2 separate regions of the Mus musculus genome follow, and region 2 is linked to region 1. A link is a contact called in public Hi-C data. All regions are on one chromosome and are shown on one strand. Each heading gives the region's core, a stretch centred on a gene start, on an enhancer-like site or on the middle of the called end of the contact. The rest is flanking DNA. Distances are from core to core; before and after follow the strand shown. Region 1 holds the start of Crtc1 (CREB regulated transcription coactivator 1). Region 2 holds the start of Iqcn (IQ motif containing N).

Evidence for each region. A called contact is a pair of places that touch in the nucleus more often than the background predicts.
Region 2: a Hi-C map of CD4 T cells shows a contact between it and region 1, with 2.9 times the contacts expected there. The contact joins the promoter of Iqcn here to the promoter of Crtc1 in region 1. A contact is called at or near these places in 1 of 484 Hi-C or Micro-C datasets (CD4 T cells) and 2 of 115 datasets of contacts at active chromatin or transcription factors (embryonic stem cells and pancreatic cancer cells).

What each region holds. Positions count from the first base shown.
Region 1 is chr8:70,436,982-70,444,433 of GRCm38.p6, forward strand. It overlaps Crtc1 (CREB regulated transcription coactivator 1), which reads right to left and starts at 2,592. Exons shown (of 14, transcript NM_001004062.2): 1 at 2,452-2,592. The coding sequence starts at 2,577.
Region 2 is chr8:70,697,522-70,704,973 of GRCm38.p6, forward strand. Iqcn (IQ motif containing N) reads left to right here and starts at 4,504. Exons shown (of 4, transcript NM_001370847.1): 1 at 4,504-6,050. Jund (jun D proto-oncogene) reads left to right here and starts at 218. Exons shown (of 1, transcript NM_010592.5): 1 at 218-3,095. The coding sequence starts at 1,537. The coding sequence ends at 2,562.

The DNA.
Region 1 (7,452 bases), core at 1,342-3,841:
TGCAGTTACCACTGAGCATCTTCCCAGCCCACTGAGTGGCTAGCAAGGCTGGGGTGGACAGGGCCTGGAGATCATCCTGGCTCAAGTGAACGTTCGGTCCTTGGGCTTTTTGACATGCACTTCACCTTACCACACCATGACCGTAGCAGGCCCCCACTTTTTTTTAATTGCCTTGCTTTACAGCCTAAGCTAGCTTTAAAGACCTCAAACTCACAGTGATCCTACTGCCTCAACCTTCAGACTGCCGAGAGACAAGCATGTGCTACCATATTATATATATTTTGAACTCAAGCTATTCATGGGACACTGTACATACAGAAACCAGAGGACAAGTTTCAGGGGTCAGTTCTCTCCTACCAAATGGGTCCCAAAGACTGAACTCAGGTCCTTGGGTTTGGCAGAAAGCACCTTTATCCAGCGTTTATCATCTACCTTTATCACCAACCTGCCTCGTTCTTAATAAGAAATGGGGCATGGGCAAATGCTACATGGATGGTTTGAGCATGGAGACCAACTCCACTAAGACAGAGAGGGCTGTGATCCCAGAACAGCCGTAAGCATAGGGAGGGGATGTGGCTAGGCTGCCTGAGGGGCCAATCTCCTCTAGGGCAATGAAACAGTTCTGGAAGAGGGTGGTATAGGTTATATGATTCAAAGAAGCTGGTGAGCGCCACTGGTCACACACACAGACCTTCCTTCTCAACTACATTCCAATCAGGCTGTTCCATCCTTGCAGAACCTCTAAGGGCTCAGGAAGTGCAGGCAGGAGCATCCAAAGGCATCCTCAGCTCCTCAGTGAGATCAAGGCTCATCTGTGCTACACGAGGCCTTGCCTCAGTCACCTCCTCCACATCATTCACTCTCAATCCCAGGAAGAAACCAGATGTCCATCAAAACGTCAACTATGAAACTCTTTGTTCTGGTTACACTGCAAACATTTGACACCAACTGTATGCAGACACCTACTATGTGCTAGAAACAAGAAGCAAACTCAACTGCCCTGTAAGTAACACAGGGATGGTAACACTTTTTGTTTGTTTTGGTTTGGCTTTTGGAGACAGGATTTCTCTGTGTAGCTCCTGCTGCCCTGGAACTCACTCTGTAGACCAGGCTGGCCTTGGACTCAGAGATCATCCTGCCTCTGCCTCCCGAGTGCTGGGATTAGTTGTGCACCACCATCTCCACCCGGCAGATGATACACTGTTTATTTGTTCATTCATTGCCCTTTCTCAATGCCTTTCTCAATACACTGAGGGAGAACATGCCCCCCTTCACCCCCCTCCCCCGCCCCGAGGGCTTTGGGGACAGAGTCTGATTGAAAGTGAGAAAACCACCACATTCAATCACTCACTTTCGCCTACGATGCCACAATCTTGGAGAAACAAGCAACTGACTATAAGATTACCTGACCCAAAGGTGCCCACTGATGAATCCAAGCCTCATGTAAGTACCCCTGGCAGGTCACATGGGACTCAGAACCCAGGTCTGAGGGTGTGCAGAACATGCCACACACCAGCATCACCTCCTTCACCCTTGAGGAAAGTCTGATGACACACACTTGACATGGAAGGATAAGGCTCCGCATCCACTCCACTTGGCCAAGAACCTAGCAAGGCCAGCTATGCCTGTCAAATGGCCCAGCCACCCAGTCTGTTGGCAGCTGTTCCCTGTCATGCATGGGAACCAAGCAGCCACCTCTATGCTGACTCCAAACATGGAGGAGGGATATCCTCAGCTATCCAGGAGGGATAACATCTCCTTCACGGCAGAAGTAGGAGTACCAAGGAAGGCACAGGTGACAATGATACAGTATCACCTCCTCCTCAGGTGCCAATGGAGTGACAACTGTGCCCTCAAATAACGATGAAAGGACCCCTTTCCTTTAGGTAACAATGAAGGGTGACAACCGTCCACTCAGGTAGCATTAATGGAGACCTGTCCACTCAAGTAGCATAAAGGGTGACAACTATCCCCTCAAGGTAGCAACAATGGGGCCACTTATCCACACAGATAACACTAAGGGAACAACTCTCCCTGAAGGTAGCAAAGATGGTGGCACCTATCCCACCAGGTAGCAATGAAGGGTGACACCTGCCCCACCAGGTAGCAATGAAGGGTGACACCTGCCCCCTCAGGTAGCAATGATGGAGTCGTAGGTCCTACGAGGTAGCAATGATGCAGTCCCTGTACCATCAGGTAGCAATCAGGGGGGTGACACGTGTCCATTCTGATAGCTATGATGATGGCACATGTCCCCTCAGACAACAATAATAGATGACACCAGTCCACTCAGGTAGCTGCGATGGGACCACCTGTCAAGTCCAAAGAGCAATCTCGCGAGCAGCCGCTCAGCGCTGTGGCGGCGTGGGGACACCTGCGGCGGCCGCAGCCCCGCCCCCGCGTCTCTTCCTCCTCCCCTCCCTCCTCCCCTCCCCTCCCCCGCGCTCTCACCCGCGCGGCCCGCGTCAGGCTCAGGTCCTTCATGACCTCCTCGAAGGCCGCCGTCTCCTCCGCCTGCTTCTGGTTGTGCAGTGCGATCTTCTCGCTAAATTTCCGCGGATTGTTCGAAGTCGCCATCTTCTCGCCGCCTCCTCCTACTCCTACTCCTCCTCCACCTCCTGGCCCCCCCCACTCTCGGGAGCCACCGCGCAGGCGCCGGCCGGGCCCACGGCCGGAGAGAACGCGCAGGCGCAAGCACGGCCCAGAGCGTGGCGCCGGCGCGCGGGAGAGGCGTGTGGCGTTGGGGTGAACACGCCTGCGCGTGCCTGGGCAACGCGTCGGGAGCCTGGGAGGGGCGTGCCTACGCAGGCGCACTGCAGTGCGCGTGGTTCGCTGGACAGCGGTCCGGGTCCTGTCCCATCAGCGAGGGACTTGAGTGGCAGAGGACACGGCAGAACTGATGCCTGCATTCACTGGACTCCAGCATTCGCTGAGGACTTGTTGGCGCGCCTGCTGTATTCCAGGGCACAGGCATGAACAGAGTGGGCCCTGGGCTACACAGCCGGGGAAGGGAGCAGACTTCCTACCAGGAATTGAGCAGGGGTCCCAAAGTACAGTTCCTGGGCAGAGCCTGACTTGGCACACAGAAGCCGGGGTTCGGTCCCCAGCAATACACACACACACACACACACACACACACACACACACACACACACACACCACACTTATAATAAAGTTTCAAATGGGAGAAATGTGCTGCGCCTTCTAAGAAAAAAGACAGTACTGGCCATGATGGTACGACCAGCTGGAGCCAAGGGGATGGGGAATTCAAGCCACCCTTACCTGTAGAGTGAGTTCAAACCAGCCTGTGACACAGGACACGGAGAAAAAAAGACAAATGGGGGGGGGCTCTCTGGAAAGATGGAAAGATTGCTCAGAGACTAAGGGCACCTGCTGTCCTCGAGAAAGACCTGACTTTGTGATCCCATGGAATAGCTCATATGCCCTTGCAACTAAGGTTCTAGAAATCCAACGCCCTCTTCTGGCCTTGGCAAGAAGTTAAATATACACATAGCATGTGCACACACACACACACACACACACACACACACACACAGAGATACATAGATAAATGTTTTAAATTTAAAAATATTGCCAGGCAGTGGTGGCACACACCTTTAATCCCAGTATTCAGGAGGCAGAGGCAGGCAGACTTCTGAGTTCCAGGCCAGCCTAGTCTACAGAGTGAGTTCCAGGACAGCCAGGACTACAGAGAAACCCTGTCTTGAAAAAAAAGAAAGAAAGAAAAATTAGAGAGCTAAGGTCAGGCATAGTGGCACGTGCCTTTAATCCCAGCAGAGGCAGGCAGTTCTCTTTGAGTTCAAGGCCAGCCTGGTCTACAAAGCGATTACCCAGTCAGGGCTACACAGAGAAACCCTGCCTCAGAAAAAAAAAAAAGAAAAGAAAAGCAAGCAATAAATAAATAAAAACAAATAGAGCTAGAGAGAAGGCTCCGTTATGCTAGCATTTGCTGTACAGGCACACACATTAAAGTTTGGCGTGGCCATTGAGTGCTGCAGATAGGGGACTGGCCAATCACTCTACTGAAAGGGGAGCCTCACGTTCCATTCAGTGGGATGCTCTGCTTCACATGAAGAAGTAGAAGGGATCAGAAAAAGGCACACATGTCTGTGGCACACATGCACACACACACACATGCTGTGCTGAAGGAGACTGTATGAAACCCAGACCACACAGAGGAAAACAGAGCCTCAAGGTGGTAAGACTTTGAACTGTGTGAAGCTGGAGACACAGGCCTTTCCGCTACTGGGGCCATTGTGTCCTTCCAAATTTACTTAGGTCCATCTTTCCTACCTGGCAATGCCTGAGACCACCATCTCTGCCAGGAAGAGGGGAGATGGGACACACTTCTGTCTACCAGCTAGTTCTCACTATTGTCCTGAGAGGTCAAAGGCACAGACAAAGCCTACAGCTGCCTGGAAGGGGGACCCCTGGCTATAATTGGGCTCTGACTGTGATCCTGGCTGTCTCCCATGGCTTTAGAAGGCTTTAGTGAAATTAATGTGCATTGATAAACACCAGCTGTCTCTGCCATTTACTCTGGTCTGAAGGGAACCCATCACAGACACAGGAGAACAGAGCAGACATGGGCTGGGAGGGAGTAGAGGTCAGCAGGTAACCACCTGGGGGCTGTGTCCTCACTCCATTCACCCCACAGCCTTGGCTGTAACTTATCAGTCCTATCCCCCAGAGTGGTGGAACAATGGCCTGACGACGACTGGATCCATTGGTCACTGCCTCCCAGGATGGATGAGGGAGATATGGAGAGAATCATACACCCAGGTGTCCCCCTCCCTTATTTCCTCACACTTGTCATGCCAGCATTGGGGAAACTGAGGCAGAAGGATTGAACGTTCCCAGGCAGGGTCTGGAGAGATGGCTCAGTAGGAAGTGTGGTAGTCTGAATACAAATGGCTCCTGTAGGGGCTGGAGAGATGGTTAAGATGGAGCAGTGGTTAAGAGCACTCACTGCTCTTCCAGAGGTCCTGAGTTCAAATCGCAGCAACCACATGGTGGCTCACAACCATCTGTAACAAGACCTGATTCCGTCTCTGGTGTCTGAAGACAGCTACAGTGTACTTACATATAATAAATAAAATAAATCTTTAAAAAAAAAAAACAACCAAATGGCTCCTGTAGGCACATATTAACAGGTAGTGGCACTACTTAGGCAGGACTGGGAGATGTGGCCTTGTTAGAGTATCACTAAGGGTGGCTTTGGGGTTTCAAACACTCAAGCCAGGCCCAGTGTCTTTCTTCCTGCTGTCTATGGATCAATGTAGAACTCCCAGCTCCTTCTCCAGCACCATGTCTGCCTGCATGCTGTCATGCTCCCACCATGACGATCATGGACTAAACCTTTGAAACTGTAAGCCAGCCCTAATTAAATGTTTTCTTTGTAAGAGTTGCCTCTTCACAGCAATAGAACAGTGACTAAGGCAGTTGGTAATTGGGTTTGAATCTCATCTTCCACACAGCAGCTCATAACCATTTGCAGCTGCAGCTCTAGTTACAGAGGATCCAACACCCTCTTCTTCTCCCTATTCTTCTTCCTCTTCTTCTTCTCCAGCCCCAACACCCTCTTCTGGCCTCCTTGTTCACTGTACTCACAAAGGCGTACAGAAACAAATAAGTTTAGTTAACTTTAGTTGCATGTGTGATGTACATGTGCATGTGTTCATGTGTGGGTGTGAATGGGTGTGTGCAGTGCAAACTTCTGGTTTCTTTGGAAAGTCAGTTATGTCAAATGATGGTTTGCTGGGACACACAGGTGAAAGGATGTTTTGCTGGGGCAGACACATGAAAGAATGCTTTCCTGAAGCAGACACAGGAGAAAGGATGTTTTCCTATAGCAAACATAAGAAAGGAAACATGAGCCGGGCGTGGTGGCGCACGCCTTTAATCCCAGCACTTGGGAGGCAGAGGCAGGCAGATTTCTGAGTTCGAGGCCAGCCTGGTCTACAAAGTGAGCTCCAGGACAGCCAGAGCTATAAAGAGAAACCCTGTCTCCAAAAAACAAAAACAAAAACAAAAACAAAAAAAAAAAGAAAGAAAGGAAACATGATGCTAAAAAGGAAATATATAACCCAACAGATGGTGGATGATGCTGTATGGTATTGGTATGCCTTGCCATTCCGTACCAGTCATTGTTTGTTGTGAATTCATAGAAAGAAATGCACTAAAAACTTCTGGTGGTGTTCTGGAGTCTTCTGGCCGCTTCTCCAGACTTGGGCCAATTGGCATAGTGAAATGGAAATTTCTGGATCTGTCAGAGTTTTGCTAAGACAGACTCACATGGCGTTTTAATGAGGCAAGACCAGTGGGAGGACACATGATGCTTGGAGGGAGTATAAACAGGACCCAATGGACAGTAATGGGGGAAGGGGGCTTGCATAGCTGGCTTTTCAACACTTCATTGGTCTCAAGTCTTCGTCTTTGATGATCTTCACTTTATTGAGAGAGGCACAGCCGAGAACTTCTCCTGGTGTCCTTCCTGGTCCTGGTGGCTCCTGCTGACTTGTGCTGATTCATTGAGGCCTGGGGTTTCTGCTGGGTCATGCCACCACTGCTGATTCATGTTTGCTCTCCTGACACAACTGAACTAGACACCTGATATCCTGACAATTAGAGACTGAACTCGACCCAAAGAACTGTTTCTAAACAGGTTCACTTTCCCCGTATCCTAAAAACCTTCTTTTCACTATCTCTGGAGGGTGATGGACTAGAAGGAAGGTTAAAGCATGTCAGAACGCTTATTAAAAATAGGTTTTGAGGTCGGGCAGTGGTGGCACATGCCTGTAATCCCAACACTTGGGAGGCAGAGGCAGGCGGATTTCTGAGTTCGAGGCCAGCCTGGTCTACAGAGTGAGTTCCAGGACAGTCAGGACTGCACAGAGAAACCCTGTCTCAAAAAAAAAAAAAAAAGGTTTTGAAATATTTAAGCCTACAAGTGTGTGCAGCCTGAGTGCTGGGGCCTGGGAAGCCACACAGAGCACACTGCAAGTGCTAAGGCCCCAAGGCAGGCTGCAGCCTGCTAGAGTGAAGGGCAGGAGAAAGGAAAGAGGGAGGTGACACTGGGGAAACTGGCATGGAACACATGCCAGGTAGAGCTACAGAGCCAGGTACAACTATGACTACAGGACAGAAAACTGGATCTGTGAGCGGTGAGATAGTTCAGGCAGCACAGTGCTTGCTGTGCAGTGCACATGACTCTAATCCCAAGTTCAAGAAGTTACAGACTGGAGGATTCCTGGGGCTCACTGGCACGCAGGCTAGCTGAAGCATGACTTCCACATTTAGTGAGAGACACTGAGAGATGGCTCAGCAGGTAAAGGCACTTGCAGTGCTGACCTGAGTTCAATCCCCAGGACTGCCACAGTAGAATGAGAGAACCGACTCTCACAAGTACTCCTCTGACATCTACACAGATGC
Region 2 (7,452 bases), core at 3,254-5,753, 260 kb after region 1:
TCTAGCACTTAGCAGGTCCACATCTGTAAGTTCCCAGCCAGCCCCAGCTGGAAGGTGAGAGATCCTTGCTCAAAACACAAAGTAAAACTCAACAAACCCAAGACTCAAATCTCATGCTAAGATGAGGTGATGGGCACGTCTTTCACGTTGAGGCAGTGAAATCACCCTCAGTCTTGGTCAGCTAGGGTACAGGGTGTCCTAATAACTGAAACCGAAGCAAGGCACAATGGCATATATTAGTCATCCAGAAGCCTGAGGTGAGATTTTGGGGGGTTCGGGAGGTCATTCTGGGGTACAGAGTGAGATTCTGTTTCAAAACGTCCCAATCCAGGGCCATAGGGTAGGCTTAGAAAGTAAACGTGACTGCACCCAAGTCGGACAGCCAGAGTGCCACACCGGGGAGAACAGACTCCCAACTCTCCTCTGACCTTCCTGGACACACACACACACAAAGCACAGATACCTACACAGACAAACACAGATACACAACCACACAGACAAACACACCAGCATGTAAAATAAAAACCGAGATCTGTAGGCCGAGGTTAAGAGACTCAGGCCTGTTACTGCCACACTTGGGAATATGAAACAGGGGGACTGAAGTTAAGTTCATGAATAGCGGAGTCTAGAGGATGAGATCCTGTCTTGACCCAAAACAAAGATTAAAAAAATTTTTTTTCACCGAGATCAAGAAAAAAACCTACAACTGATGGCTACCCTGGCTGCAGTTGGACTCCACACATCCCATCCTCAGTTTCCCCAAGGAAAAGGCAGGAGGTCAGCTTTTAGGGCGTTCGACTCCACCCTGTGAAACTGACAAGGAGCTAAGTAGTTGTGGGGACTCTCCAAGGGACCCTCCTCTGCCTCCCCCTTCCTGCCCACACCTGCCAGCTCCCAGCCGGAGGAACCCTGGCCGGCGCCCGGCCCCCGAGGGGCGTGCCTTCGGTGGGCGTGACGCGGGGCGTGGCTTCACAGAGGGCCTGGGTTTATGAGGCTCCACACATCACGCCACAGAAGTGCCAGAGACAGGGGAGAGATAGACGCACAGATGAGGTCCAGTTTGAGAAACAGAGAGGCAAGATCTAGAGGGAAGTAAAGAGGGGAGGAAGAGAAAGGGAGGAGAGGCAAGAAACAGCAGGGTAGGGACAGAGCCTGCCCGGCAATCCAAGCTGGGCGTGGTGACCCGGCCAAACCGCGTTCAGCCCCACCCCCATGACGTCAACCCACAATGCAGCGCGTTGTTGTGCCATGTAGCGAGCGTCGCTCTTGGCAACAGCGGCCGCCACCAGGCGAGGGCGTCCCGCTCCCGCCCCTTTATGCAAATCAACGACGTCACCTCGCGCCAATGGCGAGCGGGGGCGGTGAGCTCATCGCGGGGGCCGAGGCTATAAGAGTGCGCGCGGGCGGCGCGGGGCAGAGCGGCCGGCATCGGAGCCGGTCTGTACGGGCAGCGGACTGGGGGGCATACGGGGCCCCCCGGGGAGGCCGCGGCCACTCCCCCCGCCCCGGGGCCGAGCGCGGCGGGGGAAGGTGGGGATGGAAACGCCCTTCTATGGCGAGGAGGCGCTGAGCGGCCTGGCTGCGGGTGCGTCGAGCGTCGCTGGTGCTACTGGGGCCCCCGGCGGTGGTGGCTTCGCGCCCCCGGGCCGCGCTTTCCCCGGGGCGCCCCCGACGAGCAGCATGCTGAAGAAAGACGCGCTGACGCTCAGCCTGGCGGAGCAGGGAGCGGCGGGATTGAAACCAGGGTCGGCCACTGCACCTTCTGCGCTGCGCCCCGACGGCGCCCCCGACGGGCTGCTGGCTTCGCCGGATCTTGGGCTGCTCAAACTCGCGTCGCCGGAGCTGGAGAGGCTGATCATCCAGTCCAACGGGCTGGTGACCACTACCCCGACCAGTACGCAGTTCCTCTACCCGAAGGTGGCAGCTAGCGAGGAGCAGGAGTTCGCCGAAGGCTTCGTCAAGGCGCTGGAGGACCTGCACAAGCAAAGCCAGCTGGGTGCGGCCACCGCGGCCACCTCAGGGGCTCCCGCGCCTCCCGCGCCCGCCGACCTGGCCGCCACCCCCGGGGCCACGGAGACCCCGGTCTACGCCAACCTGAGCAGTTTCGCGGGTGGCGCCGGGCCCCCTGGGGGCGCGGCCACCGTGGCTTTCGCCGCGGAGCCAGTGCCCTTCCCGCCGCCCCCGGGCGCGCTGGGGCCGCCGCCACCTCCGCATCCACCGCGCCTGGCCGCGCTCAAGGACGAGCCGCAGACCGTGCCGGACGTGCCGAGCTTCGGCGACAGCCCTCCGCTGTCGCCCATCGACATGGACACGCAAGAACGCATCAAGGCGGAGCGCAAGAGGCTGCGCAACCGCATCGCCGCCTCCAAATGCCGCAAGCGCAAGCTGGAGCGTATCTCGCGCCTGGAGGAGAAAGTCAAGACCCTCAAAAGCCAGAACACCGAGCTGGCGTCCACCGCCAGCCTGCTGCGCGAGCAGGTGGCGCAGCTCAAACAGAAAGTCCTCAGCCACGTCAACAGCGGCTGCCAGCTGCTGCCCCAGCACCAGGTCCCGGCGTACTGAGCCCGAGCGCGGGGCGCATGCGCGGACTAGCTGCGGTGGGGGGGCGCCCCGGACTCTTTCGAGACTCGGTGCCCCCGGACTCGACAAGCCGGACCCCCCTTAACTCTGGATGGGGAACCCGAGCGCACGACCCCCGCCCTCGCGCCGCCTCTCTACCCCCAGTCCTGCGCGTGGCTGCCCCTTTGTACCTCCGAGTAGGGGCTCTAAGGGGCGCGCAGCCTCACGCTCTGCCTTTCCTTTTTTTTTTGCCTTTTGGAAGAGAGAACGGGAGTGTCCGATTCCGCCCTATTTATGTTTCTACTCGGGAACAAACGTTGGTTGCGTGTTGAGTGTGTGTTTCCTTGTGTTGGTTTTTTAAAGAAACGGGAAGAAGAAAAAAAAAACCCTCTCCCCTCCCCCCCCCCCCGCTCTCTCTCCTCCCGACACCATCCCCTCTCTTTTTGTTTGGTTTTGTTTTGCTACGAGTCCACATTCCTGTTCCGTAATCCTTGGTTCGCCGGTTTTGTGTTTTCAGTAAAGTCTTCGTTACGCCAGCTTGGCTGTCCGCCTCCTTCTTCCCCCGCCTGGGCTGAGGGTGGGCGGGGCTAGCCCTCTCCCATCCCCCTCCCTCCTCCTCTAACCTCTTTCCTCCCCTTCTTCCCCCCCCCCCTGGGGGGGGGGAACGCGGCGTGGGCGCGGGCCGTGCCTGCACATCTGCTGCGCAGCGAGCGCCACCTAGGTGCACGCTGTCGGCCCAGGTCCAGGTGGCACCAGGACGCAATCCTGGACTAGCCTATCAATTTAGCTGGTATATCCTTTAGGAAGAAGAGTGACTACATGGGAAGGGGCAGAAGGAAGTGCTTACAAGCTTGGGGCCTCCGGGATTCATCCATACAGAAAAGAGCTGGGCTTGCAGCCTGTGCTCACTAGATTTTATTCGCCTTTGTTGGTTTCAAAGGGTACCTCAGACCCAGAGCCTTCTCTGCAAGTCTATGTGGGAGCCTAGAATCATGTAGGTGCATTTAAATATCTCCCTGACACGCCCCCTTCTCGCAGCACCTGCTCTATTTTGAGGAAACAATATTCAGCGAAGTAAAGCAATTGTCTTGAGTCACATAGCATCTTTATTTTTGAGACAAGGATACTTCATGTAGTCTTGACTGTTCTGGAACTTTCTATGCAGACCAGCCAGAGCTCCCCCTGCCTCTGCTTCCTGAGTGCTGGGGTTAAAGGTATGTGCCATCACACCTGCCTGTTTCATCTCCGTTTTCAGTGCCCTGGGCTTAGAGCAGATTAATCAAGGTCGTCCAGCTCAGCCCAGTGGGAACATCTGACCCTAGGTCTCGTCTCCCCTCCCCTCCCCCATGTTATATATACAGTTTCCTGTCAGCCCTGGCCACTGCTGTTGAGACCCTGGGTCTTGAGGCTCTCAGGGTGTCACTGTGGGTGATAGGTCACATGGTAAGTCCCAGTGGGTGGCAGGTGTCCCTAGACAGCTGCTGAGTGCCTGCCTGCCCGCCCTGAATGGAACTCTTGTGGGTCCAGCTTGGTTCTGGCATCATCCTAACATTTGGGAGGCCGAGGCGGGAGACTCCTCAATCCTAGACCAGCCCAGGCTACACACCCTGTCTAGTAAGACTAAAGCTAGTAATGAAAAGGCTTGAACATAGGTTCCCTGGATGCTGGGATGACAATCTAGTTCATACAGTGTGAGGATGGAGCCCAGGGCTGAGTTTCCTGGGCAGGCACTCTCCTGAGCTTCGGGCACATAAGAGTTCCAGCTTGGGTACCATGGTGGAGTTTTGCAGCAGCTATGAAAGCTATACTCTTCCTTTGTGGGCCTCTATCTTATGTGCTCTGAAAAGGGGGTGTCCTGATCTTGGTTCCCCTCTTCCCTGTCCCTCTCAGGGCCAAGATGATTATTATTATTGTTGTTTTGTGGGTTTTTTTTTTTTTTTGAGACAGGGTTTTTCTCCTGTAGCCTTGGCTATCCTGGAACTCACTTTATAGACCAAGCTGACCTCAAACTCAGAAATCCTCCTGCCTCTGCCTCCCAAGTGCTGGGATCAAAGGTGTGTGCCACCACTGCCCAGCTGGGCCAAGATTATTGTACCCCTATTACACAGCAGTGGCCCAGAAACCTGTTCTACAGGCTGTGAACAGCATAGTAGAAATTTGAACTCTGACCTCTCCTTTGGCCCTTGAAATGTTGGGATACCATGTACACCAGTGTCTGCAGTGTTCTGCTTTTGTAGTGTTAGATGGAATCTGGATCTTTATAAAGATTTGTGTTGTTTGAGATGATGTCTTACTGTATAGCCCAGACTGGCCTCGAACTCAGTTTTTCCCACCTCTGGGACTAAAGGCATGTGCCACCACAGCGGCCCAATGAGGTTTTGTTGATGTTGGGAGTGTTTCCAGTCAGCTGATCAGAGCCAGGCTGGGCCCTGCAAGCCTGTGACTTAAGCACTTGCAATGTAGAGGCAGAAGGGCCATGAGTTTCAGTCCAGCCTGGGGTATATAAGGAGCCTATCTCAAAACACCAAGGACTCTTGACAGAGCACATCATGTGCCCAGGGGGCCTGGGCTCAGAGTTCTGTTCCCCAGCATTGAAAGGCTGGCTCTGCAATTCAAGTACATTTCTTTCCCTGAGTCTCATCTAGCACATGGGCTAAGACCACCATATCTAGGTGCCCAAAGAAACAAAAGGCTCACTAGAAGTGCTCACAACAGCTAAAGGACAGAGGAGAGAGGCAGGGAAAAGCCACAGGGTTGTATGTCTGCTCTTTGCATAGAGGCCTTGTTCTAGTAGCCCCTTGGCCAGGCGAAGTGGTTCTGGCTTGAGCCTGCTGTGCATAGGCCAAGGTGTGTGTCAGCCTTGGCTGGAGCATCTATGACTCACACTGGGTATGAGCCCAGCCTGGGGAGGTGGCCCAGAACATTGGCTTCACTCCATCTGCCCCCTCCTAGGGCTGTGGCTCACACTGCATGACCTTTTATTTTTTTCTACACAGGGTCTCCATATGCAGCCCAGGCTGGCCTGGAACTCACCAAAATCCATAAACTCTCGGTGCTTGACTGTTGCAGGCCATATGAAGCTTTGCACGTGTCTTTTCATGCCCTCCAGGAGATGTCTCCAGGACATCTTGGAGGCTCAGCAGCTATGTCAGGTGGTGACAGAACTCCCTCCAAACACAAGGCAAGAGGGGGGAAGGCTAGCTCTATGCTCAGAGCCCTAATTTTCCTTCCCTGTTGGACCATCAGGACAGCTCAGATCCTCTTGTCCTGTCAGGGGCCCCAGTTCCAAGCTCTAGAACCCTTTCCCCTAAATGCTGCTGGGGATTGGTCGGAACTCACCTGGAGTCATAAAGACATTTGGGTGCCCCGGTTCCCAAGGCTGGCTGTCAGGGCTGGTGGCTTCAGCTCTGGGGATAGGTGAGTGGGCTGGTGGGGGTACCACACTCTGTCACCCAGCTCTTGCCAAGAATGTCTGCATTCTCTGGACTGCGGTAGGTAGCTAGGCCCTTAGAGATTGTATTTGGGTCCCTCAAGCCATGATGGTACTGTCCCTTGGGCACCAACCCTGTGAGCCTGTTTTCCTTCTCCAGCACCAAGGTAGGGTGGGCTTGCTCTGTGTGACTAAGATGGAGCAGAGGGGTCTCAGAGATGTGCTCACAGGCATCCCTAGACCACTGCCCTGGTGCCCCTCCATTTCCTCTCCGATCCCCACACCATAACCCTGTTTCTCCCCCTCTGAACTCTTATCAGGCCCTGTATCACCTGGTGGCTTTCCTTTTCTTTTTTAAATAGGGCCTTATGTAGCCCAGGGAAGCCTTGAACTTACTGTGTAGGTGGGGTTACCATGAATTGTGCTCCCCATGGTCCAAGCCCCACTTTCCCTGTGACATGGGCATCATGGTCTGATGACAATCGCTGATTGTGAGCCTGCTGACAGCTCCTCCTAGCATGCTGGGGTTTTGTCTCACAGGTGTCTCTGTACACATGAGTGTTCTGGGATTTGGATGAAAATTTGGGTTGCAGAGGTCACAGAATGGGGGCTCAGTTGCTGACCTCATGCTGGCTCATTGTTGAAGCCAGGGGTGTCTTGAGGGCCTGGGGGACACGGTGACCGCTCCAGGACCGAGGACATCCCTGGGACCTGTCCTGAAGGAGAGGGCTGTGGTCACCCTTGTTGACTGGAGTCAGCGAGCCAGGTTCTGCTGTGGACCCTGTAGTGACCGTGGACAGGTAACCGCACTTCTGGAACTCGGTTTTTCTTTCATTTTTATTAGACAGGGTGCTACTATGTAGACCAGGTTAGCCTGGAATTCACAGAACTCCATCTGCCTCTGCCTCCTCACCACATGCCTGGCACCATATTGTTTTTTGAGATAGGTTCTCACTGGCCAGTGGCCAGTTCGTCAAGACAGAGTGAGTAGCCAGTCCCAGGGACCTTGCCTTTACCTCCACAGCTCTGGCTTATAAACATGAGGTTTTTCATTGTTGTTGTTGTTGTTGCATAAGACAGGGTCTCAATGTATATCCCTGGCTGTCTTGGAAGTTGCTATGTAGCCTCAGACTCACAGAGACCTGCCTACCTCCACACAGCTTTTCTGTGTTCTCAGGCTAGTCTGGCCAACATGGTACTGTAGTTCTGAGCTGTTCTAACCTCTGCCTGTTCCTGTGTGGTGCACACGGGGCTTGAGAGGGGCTCAGGGCTATTCTTATGGAGGACCTGAATGGTTTCCAGAGCCCAGAGGCTCACAACATTCTGTAATCACAGTTCCAGGAGCCATCCTCAGACCTCTGGGGACACCTGCATGCACACAGCAGTGTCCTCATCAGTCTCTGTGTTGTGATGAATTTCATGCCCGAAAGCAATTAGGAAGGGGAGGGTCTGTCAGGCTTACA